Linked DNA regions of Mus musculus: regions 2, 3, 4, 5, 6 and 7 are each linked to region 1. A link is a contact called in public HiCAR-type, HiChIP or PLAC-seq and promoter capture Hi-C data. All regions are on one chromosome and are shown on one strand. Each heading gives the region's core, a stretch centred on a gene start, on an enhancer-like site or on the middle of the called end of the contact. The rest is flanking DNA. Distances are from core to core; before and after follow the strand shown. Region 1 holds the start of Homez (homeodomain leucine zipper-encoding gene). Region 2 holds the start of Mdp1 (magnesium-dependent phosphatase 1). Region 3 holds the start of Ipo4 (importin 4). Region 4 holds the start of Pck2 (phosphoenolpyruvate carboxykinase 2 (mitochondrial)). Region 5 has its middle 21 kb from the start of Dad1. Region 6 holds the start of Carmil3 (capping protein regulator and myosin 1 linker 3). Region 7 holds the start of Abhd4 (abhydrolase domain containing 4).

Evidence for each region. Promoter capture Hi-C pulls out the DNA fragments that hold promoters and counts their contacts. HiCAR-type assays count read pairs that join an accessible place to other places. HiChIP or PLAC-seq counts read pairs in DNA pulled down with a chosen protein or histone mark. Capture Hi-C pulls out chosen DNA fragments and counts their contacts.
Region 2: a promoter capture Hi-C map of adipose tissue shows a contact between it and region 1. The contact joins the promoter of Mdp1 here to the promoter of Homez in region 1. A contact is called at or near these places in 1 of 39 promoter capture datasets (liver), 1 of 115 datasets of contacts at active chromatin or transcription factors (astrocytes) and 1 of 9 other capture datasets (adipose tissue).
Region 3: a HiCAR-type map of astrocytes shows a contact between it and region 1, with 2.8 times the contacts expected there. The contact joins the promoter of Ipo4 here to the promoter of Homez in region 1.
Region 4: an H3K4me3 HiChIP or PLAC-seq map of embryonic stem cells shows a contact between it and region 1, with 7 read pairs. The contact joins the promoter of Pck2 here to the promoter of Homez in region 1. A contact is called at or near these places in 3 of 39 promoter capture datasets (embryonic stem cells, liver and pre-B cells) and 1 of 115 datasets of contacts at active chromatin or transcription factors (embryonic stem cells).
Region 5: a promoter capture Hi-C map of pre-B cells shows a contact between it and region 1, with 2.5 times the contacts expected there. The contact joins the enhancer-like site here to the promoter of Homez in region 1. A contact is called at or near these places in 4 of 39 promoter capture datasets (erythroid cells, liver, neutrophils and 1 more), 1 of 15 datasets of contacts at CTCF or cohesin (embryonic stem cells), 4 of 484 Hi-C or Micro-C datasets (CD4 T cells, LSK cells and embryonic stem cells), 2 of 115 datasets of contacts at active chromatin or transcription factors (double positive thymocytes and pancreatic cancer cells) and 3 of 9 other capture datasets (adipose tissue, embryonic stem cells and liver).
Region 6: an H3K4me3 HiChIP or PLAC-seq map of embryonic stem cells shows a contact between it and region 1, with 4 times the contacts expected there. The contact joins the promoter of Carmil3 here to the promoter of Homez in region 1. A contact is called at or near these places in 2 of 39 promoter capture datasets (liver and pre-B cells), 1 of 484 Hi-C or Micro-C datasets (embryonic stem cells) and 3 of 115 datasets of contacts at active chromatin or transcription factors (bone marrow-derived macrophages, embryonic midbrain and embryonic stem cells).
Region 7: a contact with region 1 is called in a promoter capture Hi-C map of liver. The contact joins the promoter of Abhd4 here to the promoter of Homez in region 1. A contact is called at or near these places in 2 of 39 promoter capture datasets (the HPC-7 cell line and pre-B cells), 1 of 115 datasets of contacts at active chromatin or transcription factors (pancreatic cancer cells) and 1 of 9 other capture datasets (liver).

What each region holds. Positions count from the first base shown.
Region 1 is chr14:54,862,706-54,865,822 of GRCm38.p6, forward strand. It overlaps Homez (homeodomain leucine zipper-encoding gene), which reads right to left and starts at 1,453. Exons shown (of 2, transcript NM_001177705.1): 1 at 1,236-1,453.
Region 2 is chr14:55,658,858-55,661,974 of GRCm38.p6, forward strand. It overlaps Mdp1 (magnesium-dependent phosphatase 1), which reads right to left and starts at 1,594. Exons shown (of 6, transcript NM_023397.5): 1 at 1,481-1,594; 2 at 1,311-1,371; 3 at 1,131-1,241; 4 at 513-620; 5 at 343-428; 6 at 1-217. The coding sequence starts at 1,517. The coding sequence ends at 126.
Region 3 is chr14:55,634,128-55,637,244 of GRCm38.p6, forward strand. Ipo4 (importin 4) reads right to left here and starts at 1,557. Exons shown (of 30, transcript NM_024267.7): 1 at 1,403-1,557; 2 at 1,236-1,322; 3 at 1,005-1,084; 4 at 878-919; 5 at 153-282; 6 at 1-67. The coding sequence starts at 1,471. Tm9sf1 (transmembrane 9 superfamily member 1) reads right to left here. Exons shown (of 5, transcript NM_001360063.1): 5 at 1,838-2,485. The coding sequence ends at 2,092.
Region 4 is chr14:55,538,770-55,541,886 of GRCm38.p6, forward strand. It overlaps Pck2 (phosphoenolpyruvate carboxykinase 2 (mitochondrial)), which reads left to right and starts at 1,497. Exons shown (of 10, transcript NM_028994.3): 1 at 1,497-1,744. The coding sequence starts at 1,716.
Region 5 is chr14:54,231,778-54,234,894 of GRCm38.p6, forward strand. No RefSeq gene overlaps it. Among named protein-coding and RNA genes, the nearest start is that of Dad1, 21 kb to the right of the region's middle. Within about 2 kb of position 1,689, at least 138 of the 459 cell types and tissues checked have an H3K27ac peak or open chromatin away from gene starts, as enhancers often do. A contact at or near this core is called in adipose tissue, double positive thymocytes, embryonic stem cells and 2 more, where this site is marked.
Region 6 is chr14:55,489,537-55,492,653 of GRCm38.p6, forward strand. Carmil3 (capping protein regulator and myosin 1 linker 3) reads left to right here and starts at 1,533. Exons shown (of 40, transcript NM_001374104.1): 1 at 1,533-1,747. The coding sequence starts at 1,708. It overlaps Dhrs4 (dehydrogenase/reductase (SDR family) member 4), which reads left to right. Exons shown (of 8, transcript NM_001037938.2): 8 at 283-804. The coding sequence ends at 397.
Region 7 is chr14:54,257,683-54,260,799 of GRCm38.p6, forward strand. Abhd4 (abhydrolase domain containing 4) reads left to right here and starts at 1,601. Exons shown (of 7, transcript NM_134076.3): 1 at 1,601-1,637. The coding sequence starts at 1,615.

The DNA of each region.
Region 1 (3,117 bases), core at 203-2,702:
AGGCCACCTCCGTCCCATGCTCTTCTGATTAATGGACTGGGACATAGGCATTCATAGTTTTTTTAATTATTTCTTTTTCTTTTTTTTAATTAGGTATTTTCCTCATTTACATTTCCAATGCTATCCCAAAAGTCCCCCATACTCTCCCACCCACCCACCCCCACTTTTTGGCCCTGGCATTCCCCTGTACTGGGGCATATAAAGTTTGCAAGTCCAATGGGCCTCTCTTTCCTGTGATGGCAGACTAGGCCATCTTTTGATACATATGCAGCTAGAGTCAAGTGCTCCGGGATACTGGTTAGTTCATGATGTTGTTCCACCTATAGGGTTGCAGATCCCTTTAGCTCCTTGGGTACTTTCTCTAGCTCCTCCATTGGGGACCCTGTGACCCATCCAATAGCTGACTGTGAGCATCCACTTCTGTGTTTGCTAGGCCCCGGCATTCATAGTTTTAAAAGTTCTCAGTGTGCAATTAATACTAAAAAGAGGAGTTAAACAATACACTAAAGACTGGTAATATTTATTTTCAATTGTAAGGTTTAGGATAATTCATGTATCTTAGTTTTTTGATTTCTGGCTTTTGCAACTACTGCTGTCTACCTATCCTAACAATATAAATGGATTTGAGACATGACTAAGAGTTCATAATATGCATCGATCTTGGCCCACACTGATTTTCAGACAAGTCTCAAGCTTGAGTTTTCTTCCAGCTGACAAGTCTGAGTTGCAACACCAGGAACCTGTGAGGCCTTTTCGTTTTCCGGTTGGTGGGGCACAAGAGTCGGGGGCCAGTTGTGGGTTTTTTCCTTTTAACCTTTCATTACCAAATGGCACTGCTCCCTATAAGTGAGGTCTAGTTGTAAATGCCTGTTGAGGTCGCCAGGAGGTAGTCATGGGGACAGGGGAAGCCCGGGAGGCATCTGAAGGGCCCGGAACTGGGTCAGAGAACAAAAAGTTTCAAGTACATGGGGCGGTCAGCTCCAGGAGGCAGGTGAACCTGCATCCTCACAGAGGGCGTCCCGACCCAACCTTTCCCATCCCCCCACTACACACACTCCTTAGCCTCCCCCAGTTACAACAACACAGATTCGAAAGTCCAGGGGAGGAAAGAGGGACAGAACCCGACGACTTCCAACGGAGGATTCTCCTCCCACCACGAGGATGGGGCTCTGAGGGTCGGAGGTTTCGCACCGGCCGGGAGGCAGGCCCAGGGGCTGGGGGGGTCGGTCACTCACCACGGCGCGGCCCCGGGCGGCGGCTCCCAGCCTCGCACTGCGGGCCGGGGCGGGAAGGGGGAAGAGGACAGAGGATCCAAGAGGGCGAGGGGCTGCGGCACGCCCGGCTCCTGGCGCCACGCAAAGCCCTGGACCGCCGCTGCCCCCTACCCCTGGACCGAGGCGCTCCGCCCCTACCAGTGCGGCGCGGAGGCGGAGGCGGAGCCGAGGTCCGGATTGGTGGGCGGGCTGATGCACAACGTACTGGGTCCGCCATTGGCTGCGTGGGTCCCAGCAGAGGTCCGCGATTGGCTGCGGAGAACCGGTCAGTGTAGGCGCGTGGGGCTGGGAACATGTCTTCCTGGACTCGGCGTCTGCAGTGGACCTCTGCATCCTGTGGTCCTTCCAAAGTTCTTTACTGAACTGGCCCCCGGTCCCGCAGGAAGGCCCTCGGAAGACCTTTTAAAACATCTACCACCAGTCAAACTGGAGCACAAGCGCTACCAGCAGCGGCAGCCGTGACGAAACGCTTAAAACCACGGAGAATGCGCACAAGAAGGATCAGATGTTTAGCCCCCAGAAAGACGAGCATCTTAAGTACCCAGGACTTCGGTCACTTTTGAGGTCAATGTGGCGAAAGTATTCTCAGTGACGAAATACTCTGGGATTCGCTGTTAGGGTGTAGTAAGATGTGCTGTTCACTAAACCATACTCTCCATACTTGGGGGTACAAAGTTCTCAACCAAATTTAGAATATTTAGGATTTCCCATTGTACTTGGAAACAGCACTTCTGAAGTGACTTGTGTTGTTGACATTTGAAGCTCAATCTTGGTTATTTGGGTCACTTTTTTTTTTCCCCCGAGACAGGGTTTCTCTGTATAGCCCTGGCTGAAAGGCAATATCAGCCGAGCAGTGGTGGCACATGCCTTTAATCCTAGCACTTCAGAAGCAGAAGCAGGCGGATTTCTGAGTTCGAGACCAGCCTGGTCTACTGAGAAACCCTGTCTCAAAACAAAAAAAAAAAAAGAGGGCTGGTGGGTAAGAGCACCCGACTGCTCTTCCAGAGGTCCGGAGTTCAAATCCCAGCAACCACATGGTGGCTCACAACCATCTGTAACAAGATCTGATGCCCTCTTCTGGTGTGTCTGAAGACAGCTACAGTGTACTTACATATAATAAATAAATAAATCTTTAAAAAAAAAAAAAGAAAGAAAAGGGCAGTATCAGTCTTTGCTTGTATTCTCAGACCTCACCGTCGACTCTTCCTTACCTACTGTCACATGAACTCAAATGGAGGCTGAAAAGATGGCTCAGGGGTTAAGAGCACATGCTACTCTGACAGAGGACCTGAGATAGATTCCCAGCACCTATATCACAGTCAGCTGTACCTCCAGCTCTATCCGGTCTGAAGCCCTCTTCTAGACCTTGTGTGAGCGTGTGCGCTGACACTGTCCCATGTTGTTGCCCCCACCCCCCCATACGTTTAAAAAATAAATCTTAACAAAAAATTCAAATGGCTATCAAAGATGGCCAAAGGATGACTCCACCCAAGTATAGCTTAGTGAATGGTGTGTGTGTGTGTGTGTGTTTGAGACAGTGTTCTTTTCTGTAGCCTTGGTCCTTGGCTGTCCTGGAACTTGATTTGTGGACCAGGCTGGCCTCAAATTTAGAGATCCGTCTGCCTCTGCCTCCTGAGTTCTGGGATTATAAACTTATACCACTACCACCCAGCTGGTGAATCAGACTTTAATCACGTTATTCACAGAAGTACGAGCAATTTATCAGTGTCTGTACTAATGAAGTAAGTGTCTCCCTCATCCCAACACTTGTTAACTGTTTATATACCCTCAGGGAATGGAGGGAGCCTTGTGAGCTCCCCCCCCCAACAACCTCCATGAGCAT
Region 2 (3,117 bases), core at 344-2,843, 800 kb after region 1:
AAACAACCCATACGGTGGCAGAACCCTGACTGTCACACGTGGACACTTTAATACAAGAGCCCCTGACAAGGCTTTCTTGATTTTAGTTTTACACTGCAGATGAGGCTTATCCACAGGATTGGACCTCAGAGTCCAGCTTGGGCCTTTGCAAATGTCTCTAATCCTTGAGTTAACGTTTGAAGACTCATCCCATCCCGGATGTGAATGCAGGTAACGCCTGGAACAAAGAGCAGTCACATTTTACCACACTTTCAAGGCTCTGCCGTATACTACCCACCCTACACTTACTTTATCTTCTTTTAAGAACTCCCCCCCCCTCACCCCCCAGCAGTGACTCAGTACCAAGTCTGCCAACGTCTATGATATTCCGATTCTCATCATCAAAGAAGACCATCTGAGAGAAAGGAACTCCGGTCTTGTGGTGCAACCTGTGAAGAACAAGGCAGGGGTAACCACTTGTCAAGCTGACTTCTTTTGTAGTCCACTTGCTCCCACACCAGCTGTCTGCCTACCTCTCAAAGTGTGTGACTTTGCTGCCTGGGTAGATTTCCCGCTGAATAAAGTATTTGCCAAGGTCAAAGAGCTCCAGGAGTTGGTTGGCCCCTTGTATCTCACTTGTCCTTAAAAAAAAAAAAAAAAAAAAAAAGGCATTAAATACATGCATTAGGGGAGTGCCAGAGATGCAGGCAAAGTTAGGTATAAGGGGATAAAGGGACAACTTTGCCCTGTTATTCAGTTCCAGAGATTCCGACATAGCTAGCGCTGAACTAATCTTTAGTAATTTAGAAGTACAGAAAGCTAATGATAGAAAAGCAACGAAGGCCGGGCAGTGGATAGCGCATGTCTTTAACCCTAGTAGTTGGGAGGCAGAGGCATGTGGATCTCTGTGAGTTGGAGGCAAGCCTGGTCTACAGATCAAGTTCCAGGACAGCCTGGGCTACACAGAGAAACCTTGTCTCGAAAACAACAGCAACAAAAACAAACGAACAAACAGAAAAGAAAAAAAAAGAAAGAAAGAAAAGCAACGAAAATATTTTTACATTTGCACTTCCTAGTTTTCGGTACTCAGGGAGTTAAGTGCAATTTCTTTATGCATCTACTTGAGTCTGCAGCACAGTTACTTATCTCACCGAGAAGCAGCGGCGACAGGCACGCCAAGGCTCTGCAGTCTTCCCAAGACCTCGGGCACCTCCGGGTACAATTGGATGTTCTGGCCCCGCCTGTCTCGTACAGTTCCATCGCTGGAGAATATGACAGAACGCTCAGTTCCCGCAATGTCTTTTCTGGTCCCATACCTCTTATAGTCTCACCTGCTCTTGTGGAATGGGGGGTCTACGTGTGTATCTACCCAGAAAGGCCAGAGCGTGTAATCTGCAAGAGGAAGGAGGAAGAAGGTTCAAGCTGGAGGAGTGCAGACACTTAGCTACCGCGGGGAGCGGAAAAGGGAAGCGCCTTATAAAATCCCCCTGCCGTTCCTTACCCAGATCAAAAACCGCAAGCTTTGGCAGCCGCGTCATGATCCACCCGCAAATCCAAACTTGGCGCTGAGTGTGTCCCAATTCTATGGCGGCCAAGTAGGCGGCGGGCGAGCCACAGAGAACCGGCAAAGCCCGGGTGACTAGAGCGTCGCTCGGCCTCCTCCGACAGCGCAAGAGCGCCTTCGGAGGCTCTGCGGGGAGAATAGCTGCAACCGGCGACCACACCTCCCTCCAAGGCGCGGGCCACAAAGTATTCCTTACACCACCCAACTCACTTCTCACTAGAGAAGCCACAGCTTTCTTTGTGCACTTCTGTCTTGAAATTGAGACCTCATCTCATGAGTTTATTACTCTGCACTCATCTTGTCTTCATGTCAGAATCTTGACAGTATAAAAAACTAGTCTTCAGCAACAGTATAAGCAGAAAGAATGTAGTGTCTGCACCCCAAAGTGATTTAACCACAGCTACACAGGAGGCCTAGGCAGGGGGTTGAGATCAGCATGGGCAATGAATGAAAATCTAGTCTTATAAAGGGGTGGGTCCGTAAGGTTTTTGAGACTTTCTTCAAGCCACTGTGAAGGGCTAGGAGGGCTGCCCTGGGAAAGGATTTCTTTTGGTTTCTACCGTCCTCAGCAACAGTATTTTAACAGATGTGAGTTTGTACAAATGGATTTGTAGTGCTTGCCAATTTCTGAAACTATTCTTGCTGCAGACGCCCGCGCCCCCTCTCCCCGCCCCCCTTCTTCCTTTCTCAAGGTAGGATCTCACTATGAAGGCAAGGGTAACCTTTAATTCACTAGGTATGCAACTTAGGCTGCTCTGGAATTCTTGATTCTCATGCTTTAGCCTCCCAAGTGCTGGAATTACATTCGTGAACCACCACAGCTAGCTACCATGTCCGATTTCAAATTACCAAGGGAGTCATTTAACATGGAGTCAGGAAGTGTGACAACACTTGGCACTTGTGAGCTTAGAACTGACCGAAGCCCACATTGGAGTAGGCTTTCCTAGTCTAGTGATCCTTCTACGGGACGAGGACCAAACACTACCTGAGCTTGCTTCACAGGTGGAGTGCAAAAGCGGGCTAAACTGGTATTTAGAACTTTGAAGAAATAATTCCCCTGGGCTCAGTGTGCAGGGGACACAACCCATCCAGAATCATTTGGGATAATGGAATAAAATGTTTTTCAGTTGAAAAGCCAAGCCAGGTGGGTCATGCCTGTAATCCCACCTACTAGGTAGGCAAAGGAGAGAGGATTAAAAATTCAAGGGTGTGGTGGCCTTCTCCTTTAATTCCAATGCTCAGGAGGCAGAGGCAGACAGATCTCTGAGTTTAAGGCCAGCGTGGTATACATACTAAGTTCCAGGACAGCTAGAGCTATATAGACTCTGTCTCAAAAACAAAACAAACAAACAAAAACAAAACAAAAACAACAAAACAAGAGTTCAGGGCCAGCCTGGGATACCTATCAAACACCTGTTTTAAAATAAAGAATATTCCAAGCTGGACGTGGTGGCGCACGCCTTTAATCCCAGCACTCGGGAGGCAGAGGCAGGTGGGTTTCTGAGTTCGAGGCCAGCCTGGTCTACCGAGTGAGTTCCAGGACAGCCGAGGCTACACAGAGAAACCCTGTCTCG
Region 3 (3,117 bases), core at 307-2,806, 770 kb after region 1:
CGTGCTGGTGGGCATGGAATGCCTCGGGCTGGGAAGACACCACCACACTCAGCAGCAGAAGTCCCACCTGTACAGGAGCAGGGGAGAAGAGACGGTCTCGTGGTCTATCCAGCCTCTGTCCCTCCTTCCTGCCAACAGGGCAGTGCCAGTACCTCTTTCTCGGGGCTATGGGAACTATGAGTGCTGTGCTGAAGAAGGTTCATGAACTGAGGCCATCCTTGTAGGCCTTCCTTTCGAAAAATGGTGGCTGAGAGCTGGGCCAAGCTGACACTCACAGAATGCCTACAAAGAGGAGGTCCATTCATATAGAAACACCTTTTACCACCCTTCCCTTGCAAACAATGCCCCAGGCCCAAGGAGTGGCCAGAAAGAGAATGCAGGTATGTGCACGGTCTTTCCTAAGGCAGACCCCATAAGACCACCGACAGCTGGGGGTGAGGAAAGGAGGGGGGCATTGTGATCTGGCTCGGTCAGCACCACTGGACAGGCTGAATTCAATTCAGTCTTGTTTTCCCTATCTGGGTTTAGCTGATCATTTTCAGCCATTCTCAAAAACTTTAGGGTTTTAGTTGGGCAGTGGTGGCACACACCTTTAATCCCAGCACTTGGGAGGCAGAGGCAGGCGGATTTCTGAGTTCAAGGCCAGCCTGGTCTACAGAGTAAGCTCCAGGACTGCCAGGGCCACACAGAGAAACCCTGTCTCAGAAAAACCAAAAAATTAAAAAATGAAAAATAAATCACAAAAAACTTTAGTTTTCACATGTTCCACCTTCTAGGCCTGAATTAAGTCCTAGTCTGGGGCTGAAAAAGAAGGTAGAAGTCCAGTATCTCAGCCCCAATCAGTTAGGACCCCCGAGAGTGGGTGCTCCACACTTACACTGTCTCTTTCTGCAGTGCTGTCAGGACCAGGGACTTGAGGCTGGAAGACAGGTGGCAAAGGCTTAGTACTCGGCCTGTCAAAAAGTAGACTAGGCCCGGCCCCTCCCATCCTAAATCTAGCCCACCTCTCCCTCTGCTCAGGTGCCAGGCGTCGCCAGCGATTGTTCAGCCTTCTGCGGGTCAGGACCGCTGCAAACTGGCGGATCTGGGGTGAGAAGAGGTTGCCAGCCAAATGAGAATCACAGGCACCAAGAAGATGATGAACAGATTAGGACCGCAGGGGGCGGAGGCTGGAGCGGGACCAGGGACACATTGAGGAATTTCAGAATTTCGGCAAGGAGGGGCAGGTGACTCGCCTGAGAGTCGGTCGCTGTTGCCAGCAGATCGAAGAGTGCGGGCAAGGCAGCAGGGTCCCGAAGGATGGTCTGGAGCTGCTCCGTAGCCTGATGGAAGGCTGGGAGGTCAAGACCGGGCCTTTCCCACAGCCTCCCCATCCCCGTAGCCCGGTCAGGCCTGCCCATACCCGGCGGATGCGCTCCGTGTCGGGCAGCAGCAGCTCCTTCAGGATCTGTTCCAAACCCGCAGGCTCCATGGCAGCTGCCGAGCCGCCGCCGACGCCGCCGCTGCTACAGGGCCGGGTGGGGAGGGGGAGGATCGGCACGTGGAGACTCCGACAGCAACTTCCGGCGGAAAGGGCGTTACTCTGCGTCTCTCCTGTCGCCTGGGTGATTCAGCTTGCTTCCCTTCAAAAACTGCGGAAAGCTGGTGGCTGGCGTCAGTCTGGGCTTCCGTCTGCCTGAGCACCCGCTGACAGAGCCTCGGCACCGTGGGTTCCCTGTGCCGACAGTTCCCAGAGTCCAGAGTTTGTGTGGCAATAGCGAACTCGGGTTTTCAAAACAACTGCATTGACAACAGGCCTCGGGTTTCTATAACTAGACCAAAACTTCCAACGACAGGATCCTTTTTCTTAATAAATTTTATTTTAATAATTGTAAAAAGAAAAAAAAAATCAGGACCAAAACGTAAGGCAACTTAAAAAGTTCAAATATATATATTCCTTATATAATAGAGATTTTTAATTTCCAGGTCCTCTCTAAAGAGGGAAGGAAGGCGACAATGCCATCACACAATTCGGTCAGAAGAGAAGCTATCAAGTGAAATCAATGGGGCATGATGAAAGCAGGAAAGAGCCAGAGTTCTGTGGCTTAGAACTCAGTCCATCTTGAGGTTAACATAGATATAACGGATGAACTTTAAAGAGGAAAAAAAGGAGATGGTACCCAGCATGAGGAAGAAGACATAGCCAGTCAGTAAAGAGTAGCCAAAGAACTCTACTGTCTGTACTGCCCCTGACATGTTAGAGCGCCGGGCATAGTAGAAAACTGAGTAGAGGAAGATGAAGAGGCCGGTGGAGCCGACGCTCAGCACGGATCGCCACCACCAGCGGTAGTCTTCCCCAGACAGCTGGAAGTAGGTGAGCGCAATGGAGATGCAGGCCCCCACACTCAGCAGGATGGCGAAGACAAAGAAGAGGATGCCGTACAGAGTGTACTGCTCTCGACCCCAGACTGTGGCAAAGATGTAGTACAGCTCCACGGAGATGGCGCTGTGAAGAGAAAAAGACAATGCACATCATTAAAGCTCTGTTCATAGCCACAGCACGCGGAGCCAAACTCAGCCACATCTTCCGGTAGCGCTGTGGCGATCAAGAGAGCTCCAGGAGGCTTCTGCCTATTAGCTTAGTTTATTAGTTGCTCTCGGTTCATGAACATCTTCCCTGACAGGCTGAAAGCAACCATCTTAACTAGAGTAGGCATACATCTATAATACTACTATTTGGGAGGCTGAGGCAGGAGGATTGCCAAATTCAAAGTCAATCTAGGTTAAAAAGCAAGTTCAAGGCCAGCCTGGAAAACTTAAGACAGTCTTAAAATGAAAGGTAAAAAAGGGCTGGGATGTGGCTCAGAGAACAGTGCTTGCCAAAGGATGCACGAGGCCCTAAGCACACTCCACTACTACAAAATGGGAGCAAGAAAGAAGTGGAGGGGGCAGATACTGTGTTGTTTACTTCCTTCTGTATTGTTTAAAAGGTACTTAACAAACTGAATGAGAAAACACATAGGTCTTAAGCTCTCTGTGCCTGTGAACACTAAACAGAAATCAGGTTCTGTAAGCTCCAATACAAGGCTTAAAGCCCACTTGATTACTTTCAGTTTGCTGAGTGAGAGCTTGACAGTG
Region 4 (3,117 bases), core at 247-2,746, 680 kb after region 1:
ATAAGAAGGTGATGAGGCACCGGGTGTGGTGGCACATGCCTTTAATCCCAGCACTAGGGAGGCAGAGACAGGCGGATTTCTGAGTTTGAGGCCAGCCTGGTCTACAAAGTGAGTTCTAGGACAGCCAGGGCTACACAGAGAAACCCTGTCTCAGAAAAAGAAGGAGGAGGAGGAGGAGGAGGAGGAGGAGGAGGAGGAGGAGATGATGATGAGGCAGGCATTGAAGCATCCTGGGCTGATATAGGGACCAGTTGCCTCTTGAGACTTTAACAGCAACATCCATTCTACCTTTGATAGTGGTACTAGCATTGCTCTCAATAACCACTTTATCAAGCTCATATCCAGGTATGACAGATAATTTGGCTACAGCAACAGAGCAGTGGACCATTTAGGTCCACACAGTCCTCTAAGGTCCACATGGCCTCCAAAGAATAAGAAACTCTGGACCACCTACCCCAGCAAGAGTAGGAGAGGAAGAGAGCCCTTGGCTGTTTAGGGAGACCCTGCCATAACTCAGGCTCCACAGCACTGAGCATCTCTGCTCACAGTTTCCATCCTAACCCCCAAAAGAAGAAGGGGTTTTTAAAGAAGCCCTCAGACAGTCTTAATAAAGACCACTGGGGTGGTTAGGGGACATCTATTGATCTTTGTCTCACTGCTCTGCCTCTGCCTCAGGCAGGTTGGTGCTTTGCATTATCAAGCTGACACCCAACAGAACCCAACTTAGACTCTACAGACTCAGCAATCCAGCAAAAAAAGGAGCTCATGTCCAAAGGTTAGAAAAGGTCTCAGACAGGGATCCCATGCCCCCGTCTCTGAACATCCTGATTGCTGTGGCCAGGGTGTGGGCCACACAAACTGGCCCTAAGAGAAGCAAGGTCAGACCCACATGATCTGATGGTTCTCCAAAGAAAGTCACAGTGCTGCAACCAGAAAGAGGATTCTGAGCATCATGGATGCGTTGAGTTTGGGTTGGTACAGCATTTGAATACCCAATGGTCTCAAGTTGGAATGAAATGTTGAGAAATTACACAAGGACTCTCTTTGGGATTAGGTGGGGGAGGGCATTAGAGGACCAAGGATATGTCTGTAAGCCTGAAACACCCCACCAATTCCATGGTGCTAGAGGAAACTCCCTTGATAAGAAGCTGGGCACGGACAATAGTTTGGTTTTGTTATTATTTGAGGACTAAGGAGAGCTTAGTTAGCATCTGGGACCCTGGAAAAGAAAAGCCTGAGGCTAGGAGTGCTCTGGAAAAGCAAACCTAGACCTTGAGGGTTTAGGCATCTTGTTATCCTGGGCTCCCCAGCCCTGGTCTCATCCCTCACTCTTAACTTGTTTTGCATTCGACATCTCTTGGTTGCTTTCTCTAAGGAGCAACAGCCTTCAAAGTTACATCAGTATCTTACAGCGTGGCTGGCCGAGTGGGCGGATCCCAAATTGAACTCCGGCCTCCAATGGCTTGAGGATGTGATGACTGTGGGGCGGAGGCTTCACCCAGCCCGGGGCCTTGAGCCCGGGCTAGTGAGCCGGCCTACAGAAGGGCGAGAGAACCAGCTAGGTTCCGCCCCGGGGACTGCCCGCCTCCTTTTTAAGCGCCTCCCGCCCAACCTCAACTCCCTCTGGCTTTGCTATGCTCCTTCCTTCCCCGCCTTCCTTGTCTCCCCGACTGCGCTCGTTCCTGTGGCCATCCCGCAGCGCCAGTCCAGGTGCCATGGCTGCTATGTACCTCCCCGGCCTGCGGTGAGTGACCCATAGCCCGGGGCCCACTCCGCGCTCCACCTTCCGGGCTTCCTCCGCTTGTTTCCCATCCTAGGAAGAGACTGGCAGGGTGGCTATTAATCAGTGTGGGTCTCACGGTGGTGCATCCCCCCCCCCCTCCGCATTCCCATCCCCAGCCATGCCAGGTTTCCTAGCCAGCCTCTGTGCTCTTCTGTCCCTCCCTGCGGCTTGTGTGCTGTTCTAGCTGCCACTCGCAACCTCCTCCCCCTTCTCCTTTGCCTTCCTGAGCCCTATCTCTGCAAATGCTCTACTTAGCAGATGTAATTCTTTCAGACCAAGGGCTCCTAGTCCAGCTTTCAGTGTGTGAGTAACCATTAAGGCCTTGAGGCCATAGGGTTTGAGGCCCCGGGGACCCGAGCTCAAAGCTCCCTAAAGACGGTAGAAGGTAAACATCACTTGCAGCCTCCCTGAGAACAGAACGGAACCTGGCACGAAGCCCAGTGAAGCCTCTGGGGACTAGGGGGGGAGGGAGACAGGGAGGGAGAGAAGGAAGGAAGCAAGCAAGATGGGAGGAGGGCAGACTGCCTTTTTAACTTGGCCGGCTTCCCCCAGTAGGTCCTGGACCCCAGGCTTGTCCTGGCTGGCTCCCCCTGCCCCACCCCCCATACAACCGGGCCTCTTCTCCGTATACCCCTCTCTCCATGGTCTAGGATGTAAAAGAGTCTAAACTGACTCCTTATCTCTTCTTCGCAGTTTACTTGGTTAATCCATGTGAGAGTGGTCTATGAAGGATAGAGAGAAGGTCCCTCTCAGGGGCGTGCAGGAGAATTGGGGTGGGGCTGGGAGAAGCTGTGCTTCCCATAAGACAACTGGAGCCAATACCTGGGGATCAAAGCTTTCAGGATCATGCATTTAAAATTAATTTCTCAGGGAAACTGTCATGTGCAGAAAAACACACAAAGAGACCTACCTTGCTGTGCCCCCACCCCCTGGGGCCACACAAAGTATGCTGCCTTTTTTGTCTTCTGGAAAACACCCCACCCAGGCCCAAACTCCCACATCCAAGAGCTTTCTCTTCTCCCTTCCCAGGCAATGTAGCCTGTGTTCTCAGGTTCTGACCCTACCATCAACCCCTAAGGCTTCTAAGGAGAGCCAGGGAATGCACAGGCCCACACCATCGAGGCCTACTATGGGTTTCTGGCAGGTGAGGCCTGGCATGTGAGAAGGGTAACTACATCTCTTTACCTTCTTTTGTCCAGACCAATCACAGCAGACCCTACTATCTTCCAGGAGGGTAGCAGGACAAACAATACAGAGACTACCCTGCCCTTCTAGGAATCTAGGCATGGACCAATGGCATTATTCTTCTTGATCCAGTTTTCCCTATGTTAAAA
Region 5 (3,117 bases), core at 439-2,938, 630 kb before region 1:
GGAGGGAAGGGGGAAATGACATAATTTTTTTTCTTTCTTTTTTTTTTTTCCAGGCAGGGTTTCTCTGTGTAGCCCTGGCTGTCCTGAAACTCACTCTGTAGACCAGGCTGGCCTCGAACTCAGAAATCCGCCTGCCTCTGCCTCCCGAGTGCTGGGAATAAAGGCGTGCGCCACCACGCCCGGCAATATTTAATTTTTTAAAGCAAAGTGGTCCATCCCTGTGAGAGCAGCAAGAATGGGTCCCTAGTGAGACCTCTCTCCTCCCACTGGCCAGCGAGGTCCGTGGCAAGACCCCGTCCGGCTGGATATGGTGCTGAGGGAGGAAGCATCATGTGAGAGATGCCAGTTCTGCTGCCTTCCATGAGGGCCAGTGAATCTGTAGCTGATGCGTGAAGCATCACCGCTCCCAGACTCATTAGTCATTAGCTCATCCAAAGCAAATAAATGCTTTGAGTCAGAAAGAAGATTCACATCCTAACACTGGCAACCCAACGCTCCACCTCCCCACTTGGAGAAAGGAGACTACATCCCTGTGAGATTAGAGAACCTCACGGGATCATAGAACTTCAACAGCAGACGGGAACAGGCACTTGATACTGTGCGAGACACACAGGGCATAAGTGGGTTTACTCACCCCCTAGACAGCGAGGCTGCTTCTTATCTTTATAGCCCATGCCTACTGGGCACAGCCCAGGCGCCTAATTAATTATTTACAGAATTGTACAGACAGAGGGTCCTCTAAGGTTCAAAAGACAATATGTAGCGGAACACAGTCTCAATTCAACACTTTACATCATGCAAAGCACATTCCACAATACCGGGCTGCCCACATTAGGAAAAAAAAAAATGTGTGCTCAGACTTATAAATTCAAAATTAAGTAAGTAAAATATTTCTGTCTAGTCTGACAGAAATTCTCATTTTTTTCTTTCTCACTAAAGTTCTTATTCAAGGTAAAGGACCACACATACCCAGGGGAAAAAAAAATTTTTTTTTTTTTTAATTAGCTATCGTCTTATACTGGCTAGTTCTCATGTCAGTTTGACAGTCTGGAATCATTTGGGAAAAGGGATGTCAATTGAAAAAAGTCCCCCTCAGATTGATGGGCAAGCCTGTGGGGGCATTTTCTTAGTAACTGATGAGGGAAAGCCCAACCCATTGTAGGTGGTGCCACCCTGAGCAAGCTGGCCCTGCTATAAGAAAGCAGGCTGAGCAAGGTATTGTAAGGCAGCAGGCAGCTTTCACCCCTGGTTTGAGCATCAGCTCCTGCCTTGCATTCCTGCCCCGACTTCCCCGATTCCCCGACTGATGGATTTCAGCTGTAAACTGAAACAAACCCTTTCCTCCCATGGGGCTTCCACCCCCCACCCCACCCCATGGCGTTTTATCACAGCAATGAAAACCCTAAGATAAATCTTAAGTCATGAGGCACCCAAACACTAGCCTAGACTTCCAGTCCACAACCCACCAGAACTACAACTGAGCTAGTAGCTTCCAGGTGCTGGAAACTAGCTGATGCTGGCTGGCTTGCTGACTTTCCCAAAGAAGGGAACAAATCTCTGTCACTTCCCCCAAGTATGTTCCAACAATCATAACAAGAGCGCTTTGTGGGCCAAGATCACAGACGTGATCAAAGAGCAGAGGTGCAGGCTGCCGGGAGAGGAAGCAGGAGGAACATTTGCATGCCGTGGTGACAGGAAGTGTGTAGGCAGAGGGTGCAAAGGGCTGTTTCCCACCACTGCCGAGCAAGGAACAATGTACAGTAGTTGTGGTAAATGGCTTGCAGCCCCACAGATTGAACACAGGAAATAAAAATAACCCCCCCCCCCACACACACACACAGAGGAGGTGTGAGCTGGAAGCTGCAGGAAACAGCAGGACATCCATCCCTCAGCCCATACAGTACCTGAGTCAGCAAAACCAACCCCTCCGCCCGGGGAGCCTTGTGGAAGGCCCTTCCCTAGTTGAGGAATAACCCACGGTTAGCCTCTCTGTGCGTATGGAACTGAGAGCCACAGAGCAAGCTAACTAAAGTCTACAGCAAGCCTATGGTGCATTTTCAAATTTGAACTCAAGACCCCTGAAAGTAGTTTGTACTGTTGTAAACGGTACAAACTCACAACAAGCTACGCCTGCCGCCAAGGCTAGTCCAAGGGGAAAATCACAACCCCGAGACAAAAGCAGATCTGCGCCTGGAAACTAGTACCCGGCCCAGGTGGCTCTAAGCCACTGCGAGAAATGTAAATCTTCACGCGTACTGTTGTGACGTCTTCCTTTGCTCTTAAAGTCCGATTGCTTTTCATATCTGAAATATCTGCTTATTGAATCCAAAGTAAACCTCATCCACTTCTCCGGGGAAAGCTGCAGGATGTCTGCACGAGTGTCGAGCACACTGATCGCTCAGCCATCCTAGTGAACTTCTCCTCAGTGCTAGGCCTTGGCCCACAGGACCCCTGCCAGGTTTTGTCATTATATTGAACCCAACCATTCCTAAAAGGCTTGTTAACTCACTCTGGAGTATGTCTAGCTAAGCAAAGAGCTAATAAAGAATGGAGAGGCTCAAGCTCTGTTAAGCTTCCGGGTAGTTGCAGGATACACCCAGAGCTGGAAATGCGGGCATCTCAGACTTCCGGGTGCACACCACCACCTGGCACCGTGTTAAAATGCAAAGCTTTGCTTCTGTCGCTTGGGGGTAAGGCCTGGGAGTCTCCTTTTCCAACAGCTCCAACAGTGGCCAGTACCACTAATGGCCGACTACCCACTGAATGGCAAGCCTCAATCATCCAGGATAGGGGTAGTCAGCTACACCCGAGACTGATTTGATCCAGTGTGACCCGGGCAACAGAAGCGTGAGTTCCTCAGCCTATGGCAGCGTGCAGTCCTATGGGAGGGCTTCTGGAGCACGGGTCATTTGGTAATCAGCTTCAGGGGAACACGACAGGGCTGTTCCCCATATATGGCAAACTTACTGCTCCTGAGAGACACAGAGCTCACTGGATACAGGATGCCTAGACTTCAGCCAGCAGACGCTACTCTACTCCGGCTTTGTCTTTAAAGTGATCTCCTGTGAAGACCTATGGTCTTAAGCACAAATCTGAGCTTCATTTCCTGACCTACTT
Region 6 (3,117 bases), core at 283-2,782, 630 kb after region 1:
CATCACACACCCCTGGAATTGGAGTTTTGGACCGTTGTGAACTGCCGTGTGTGTGTGTGTGTGTGTGTGTGTGTGTGTGTGTGTGTGTGTGTGTGTGTGTGTGTGTCCTGAAACTTAAACCTGGGTCCTTTGGAAAGCAGCTGGCCAATGCTCCTAACTGCTGAGCCTTCTCACCAGCTCCCACCTGATAATTCTTAAGCAAATTTCATGTCCTGTGAACCAGATGAGAGAGGCTAGCTAACCTATTTGACAATTGCTTTCTCCTTGTCTCCTGTTTCCCAGGCTAGGCAAGCCAGAGGATTGTGCTGGCATAGTTTCCTTCTTATGCTCTGAAGACGCCAGTTACATCAATGGAGAGACCGTAGTAGTGGGGGGAGGAACCCCTTCTCGCCTCTGAGGACCCAGAAACAGCCTACCAGGGCAGGTGTGTGGGGCGGGCTCAGTCCACCTTGCCTCTGTCGCCCTTCGTTGCCACCACCTAACATCTTGTTCACCTCACAAAATCAGTTCTGCCCAGTGATAAGTTCCTGCTTTCCCTGTGGTCGAAGTGTGGTCAGATGAGCATCCTTGCTGTTGCTATGGCCTTGAAAACGGCTTTGGGGAGGGGGCGGGAAGCTGGGGGATAGGTAGTGGGAAAAGGGCTTGCTGAGAAGACTGTGGCTACTTTAGTGAAGATCAAATCCCTCTCATCCTCGCCTCTGGACACTTTGAGGAGAGATAGAAGGGACAGACCTGAACAGAGATAGAAATTAACAATTTACGTATAAGGTACAAATAAAATGAAGATGATCGCGTTGCTCTGAATCAGTGCGTGTTTATTTCTCAATGTGAGGTGCTTAGTGTATCTGAGAAGTCTAAGCAGTGCTGGATCTCTGAATTCTCCCTAGCCCTCCTCCCTATCTCCAAGGCCTGAGCTTGCCGCTCAAGGGTGGTTACGTCTGCCTGCCACGGAGCTGCTTGCCAGCTGTTGGGGGAGGTAGCTCGGGAACTCCCAGGTGCTACTCTTAGCCTCACACCCCCAGGGACGGTGCCAAGGACGCCACGGGGATCCCCGAGACTAGACTAGCGAGCAAAAAAAAAAAAAAAAAAAAAAAAAAAAAGAAGAAGAAGAAGAAGAACTAACTCCCTCCCGCACGTTCGGACAGGTCTTTTTGCAGCATCGTCCTTGATTCAGAGTTCCCTCCAGGGTCAGCAAGGACGAGCTGGACCGTTCCTGAGCTGGAAGGAGTGGGAGGGCGGGGCCATACAAGAATGACCCGGGGAGGGGTACCGAAGCACATAAACAAAGAAATTGAAGAATTCTGCTTCGGGTGGCCGAGGCGTGGGTGGCACGCCAGTAGAAACGCTGCACCCCGCCCCTGAGATAGCTCGGACACCAGGCGCCGCGCTCCGGGCTTCTCACGAGGTAGTCCGCGGGAGGGGTCGTCGCGAGCGCGCGCGGGGTCTCACGCGGCTCGGAAGCTCAGCGCGCATGCTCCATTGGCCAACTCTCCGGGAGGGGCGGGAGACCCAGAGCTCAGTAGCCGGGGGGGAGGAGCGCTCGCGCAGCCGCCCCTGACGGGAGCGGGCTCCGCCGCTACTGCAGCGCTCAGCGCCGGGCCCTGCCGGAGCCGGGACTAGCATGTGCGGCGCCTCTCGGGAGGCGGCGGCGGCGGCGGCTCCTCTGCAGCAGCAGCGGCGGCGGCGGCAGCAGCAGCGGCGGCCGCCATGGCCAAGGCCAGCGTGGAGCTCACCCGCGAGCTGCAAGGTACGAGGTTGCCTTCATCTCCGGACACCGGGTCCGCGAGCATCGAGACCCAGTGCTTTCCTGCGGTACACCCCAGCCCGGCGCCTCCCGCCCCCTCACGCATCCCTCGCTCTTAGGCAGTCCCTTCCTCTGAATCTCTAGACCCAGCTTTGCTTTCCGTGGAGCATCCTTCTCTGCCCCACTCGCCTCACCCTATCAGAACCTTCCTGTCCCGGAGCCGCCCGTCCCGCTCTTTGGTGACAGGAGCAGTTCCCTGGCGCTCTTGGGGGCTGATTCTCAGCGTTCTTGACCCACCCCTCTGCAAAGCATCCAGTCTTCCCTCCGGAGAGTCCCAGCTTTCTCCCACCCTCGCCGGGCGGGGCCAGGCGTTGGGAGCTGCCCCTGGTCCTGACTGCTGCTTATCTCAACACCCTCCCTCCTCCCGGCCCCGCCCCGGAACTGGCCCTAGAGAGGCCCCTAGCGCCTAGGCCAGTGGGGCATAGGAGGGGAGTCCAGGCAGAGGCCCCGACTGAAGCTAAAACCAAAAGCTAGGTTTCTGCGGCTCATTTCCAACAGCCCCCGTCCCAGCCTGCCCCCTTCTCCTCACCCACCATCCACACACATCTCAAGAGCTCTCTGGACCAGTGATTCCCAGATGTTTTTCCTCTAATTACACCCCCCCCCAGACCCTCCAGCCCTGCCACAACCCTGATCCTCAAAGGTAGGAGCACAGGCTAGCCCATGCAGAAAGCAGGACGCTCAAGGATACTCAGAGCTCTATTGCACTCTGGAGATCTCTGACACCTACACATGCACAGTCACGAGATGTTTGTACACACACCTTACAGAAACTGCACACATCTATGCACACCACACCACACCACACACACACACACACACACACACACACACACACACACACACACCACACACACATAATACTTGGATGGGTCTGTCAGAAAACGGATATGGGCTCACTGGAACATTAAACCCTTCTCTCACCCCACCCTCCTCACAAGAACTGTCTGGCACCGGTCCCCTTTCATATGCAAGCCAGCACTCATTCACACTTTCCTATCCCCACAAATGCCATACTCGGTTCCCTGCCATCATCAGAAGACAGGCATGCAGCCATAATAAAAAACAGATTCTCATACCCCAGAGCACCTAGGGTACAGTCAAGGAACATTCCTATCCTGGACTCCCAAACCCCTACAGAGAGGGGGGAGAGGGAGGGAGAGAGAGAGAGAGAGAGAGAGAGAGAGAGAGAGAGAGAGAGACTCACTGCATATGTGTTGATGGTTACTATAGTGCACGGGTGGGTGGGAAAATCCTTCACACCTTCAGAAGTGTAAGACACGTGTTCCCACAGACAGTGCCACTCAGCAACT
Region 7 (3,117 bases), core at 351-2,850, 600 kb before region 1:
AAAAAAAAAAAAAAAAAAAAAAAAGCAGCTTTCTAGCCTCAAACCAAACTAACTGAATTAGATTCTGAGGATGGCAATCAGGAGGCTGCGTTGTTATCAAGCCTACCCAATGACTGTGTATAGTGAATTGTGGGACCACTGAGCTTGGCTAAAATCATGGATGGACATTTCTGAAAATTCCAGTTCTCTTCAACTTTAAACCCTTATAATGATCAGTTTAACATTGTGTTTCTGGAAAGAATAAATCTCAGGTTCTCTTCGGTCTTTCAAGAAGACCAAAGAAAAATACTGTAGGACTAGGAACATAGCTCCACTGCTAAAGTGCCTAGCTAGCAAGCAGAAAGCCCTGGGTTCGATCCACAATCCTGAATCAACAAGCCTGGCAGAATACCCTATAATCCCAGCACTCCAGAGATAGAAACAGGAGACTCGGAAGCACAGATCATCCTCAGATACACATCCAATGTGAGGCCAACCCAGGACACATACACCTTGACGTGTGTGTGTGTGTGTGTGTGTGTGTGTGTGTGTGTGTGTAAGAGAGAGAGAGAGAGAGAGAGAGAGAGTCCTCAGTAGATTCTTTCCCCTTAAGTATGATTAAACTACTGCAGTGGATAATCAGAAAGGGAGCGGCTCCAGGGATGCCACACCCCCTTTGCCATTTCAAGTGAATTCTGAAGCCAGCTTCAAGATGTGTCCCGCCTCTCTGCCGAGCCAGCCTGAAATGTGCTCAAAACTTCTGGGTTAAGTCACTTCACATCCCACATCCTTAATCTTATATCCACATACCTAATCACGCCCAGCCTTATGCGTTAGGCCTTTAACTGGCCCTCCTCTGGGAGGTCCACCGAATGGAAGGAAGCAGGATACTGCTACTTTTTCCTTGGAAAGTAGGTTGAGGCAAGACATCCCCAGAACAGAGAAATGCTTATGCTGACAGGTGTCACCCCTCATCTTAGAGCTGTGAATACAGGATGCCCCAAATACTACAGGGAGCCTACTTAGCTTTAAACTTTGCTGTCTAAAATTTAACTAGGCAGCATGCTTTTTGTATTTCTGGAACCGGGAAATCTTGGGTTACAATATCCGAGGCCCTTTTATAGGAAGCACCCTTATGACTCCACGGACATCTAAACCATTTCCATAGGACTACCAAGGCAGATGAAGCGTCTGTGACCTGAGATACAGAGGGAAGCTTGAGAACGTGAGCAAGAGGCAAAGCAGTTCCTTCACTCTTTAATTGAAGGAGGTGTGGAGGCGGGGCTGGTGGCATTCCAGTGAGGAACTTTGAGTTTTAAACTACCTGTCTTCCTGTCTCCCTCACTGTCCCCCAAAGGGATGTGATCCGGATTAAGGAGCCTACTTTTGTGGGACCGTAGTGTTCAGCCTGGACGCAGGCCAGAGGGAGCAAACAGAAGGAAGCACCCAACTGATTGCTGTCCATGTGCTGAGTCGGTTGGTCTGCCAACTTTGCCCGCTAGAACCCCGCTAGCGACCCAGGCCCCGCCTCCGGCCCCGCCCCCTTTGTTATCCGATACTTCCCTGGGTCAGCTGGTTCTGGCGTCGAGCGGAGGGATGGGCTGGCTCAGCTCGACCCGGCAGGGCTTGTTTACTATGGCTGATGATCTGGAGCAGCAGTGAGTTACTCCTGTCCGTTTCTCTTTCTGTCTCTATCTGTCCGGGCCAGGATCCGGGGACTGTCTGTAGTTGCGGACAGCTTCAGACTCCCCGCCTTTCCTTTCAGGTTGGCTTCCAGGGAGGGATGGGTTGCGCTCAGGAGCCCCGGGAGCGCTGAGAGATGAGAAGGCTGCGGAGCTGGGAGAGTGTTGAGGGTTAAGCTTGCGTTCAGCCTGGGGACTCTGACTTTCCACTAGTCTTCGCGATCGCCCCTCTGGTAGCCCAGTTAGATTAGTGGTAAAGCACGAGGAATAAGCTAGCTCTTCCCGATGCGGACGTGGTGCTTGTGGAGACTTGCCCGGAACTAAAGTCGTGGGTGTGAAAAGCCCTTGAAGGACAAGGCATGGGTAGGAGAAGTCTCCACTGCGATGGAATTAGTGTGGAACTGGCTTGCAAATTCCTTTAGCCCTTGGCCGCCTTTACGTTCTGCTTGCAATCCTAGTTGATAGTGTTCTTAATCATAAACACATGCTTACTGCCGTGGTTTCAGAAGTAGGTTTGTTAGATTGGGATGTGGTTACTGCTCGCCCAAGGCCATCAAGTTTGAGATGCCACCTGTGTGATGGTGGTCTAACAGGATCGGGAAAAAGTTGCTTAGAGGAGAATGACTCAGCTCCAAGGGTTTCACAGGAACAGGGCCTTCCCTTGACCTAATATTTGTCCTTTTGGATCTGCAGAACAACGAAATAACTTTGTATCAATAGTAAACAATCGTGTAAGGGACCTAAAAGAACTGCCCAAGAAGAGTATTGCTTTCTAAGAGGAAATTTATGGTGCCTACAGTGACTTGCGGGAAACGGCACTAGAGCCAAAGAAGACTCAGGTCATTCAGCTCCGTTTTACAAATAAAGCAACAGATGCGGATGCCCATAGAAATTCAGAGACTTGCTCAATGTTAAGAGGCTGCTTGCCTCACTCTCCCACCTCAGCTCTCACCTCCCTAATAGCACTGACACACAGTGTGACAGGCACTGTTGCCTTTTCTCTTTCTGGATTGTTTGTACAGAAGAAAGGCCAAGCTGTGCCCATAGCTCCCTGTCCCCCAACCCCCACCCCTTCCAGGCCTGTGTGGACTGCTGCCAGTGTTGCTGTCTCATAGGGAAGCATTTCTCTTGAGCTCTGCTGTCCAGAGTTAGAGATGTGTGGGGTTCGTTCAGGTGTCATGGTCTGACTTGTTATAGCCTACAATGCAAAGAGGAAGTCTCTCTTTTGAGACTGGCCAAGATCTGTGGTCTAGGTATTGGTGCTTCATCCAGCGAGTTCCCATGATACTCAGGGTGCCCATTGTGTATGCTATGAGTAGCTGGGATGGTTCCGCCAAGGATGCCATCATCTTCTCCTGCTCAAACCCACAAGCCCTTGCTGCAACCATCCTCTTACCTTCACCTAGGCAGAGTTCACAAAAAGAGAGAAAGCATGCAAGACAGGAAAGGTAGAACA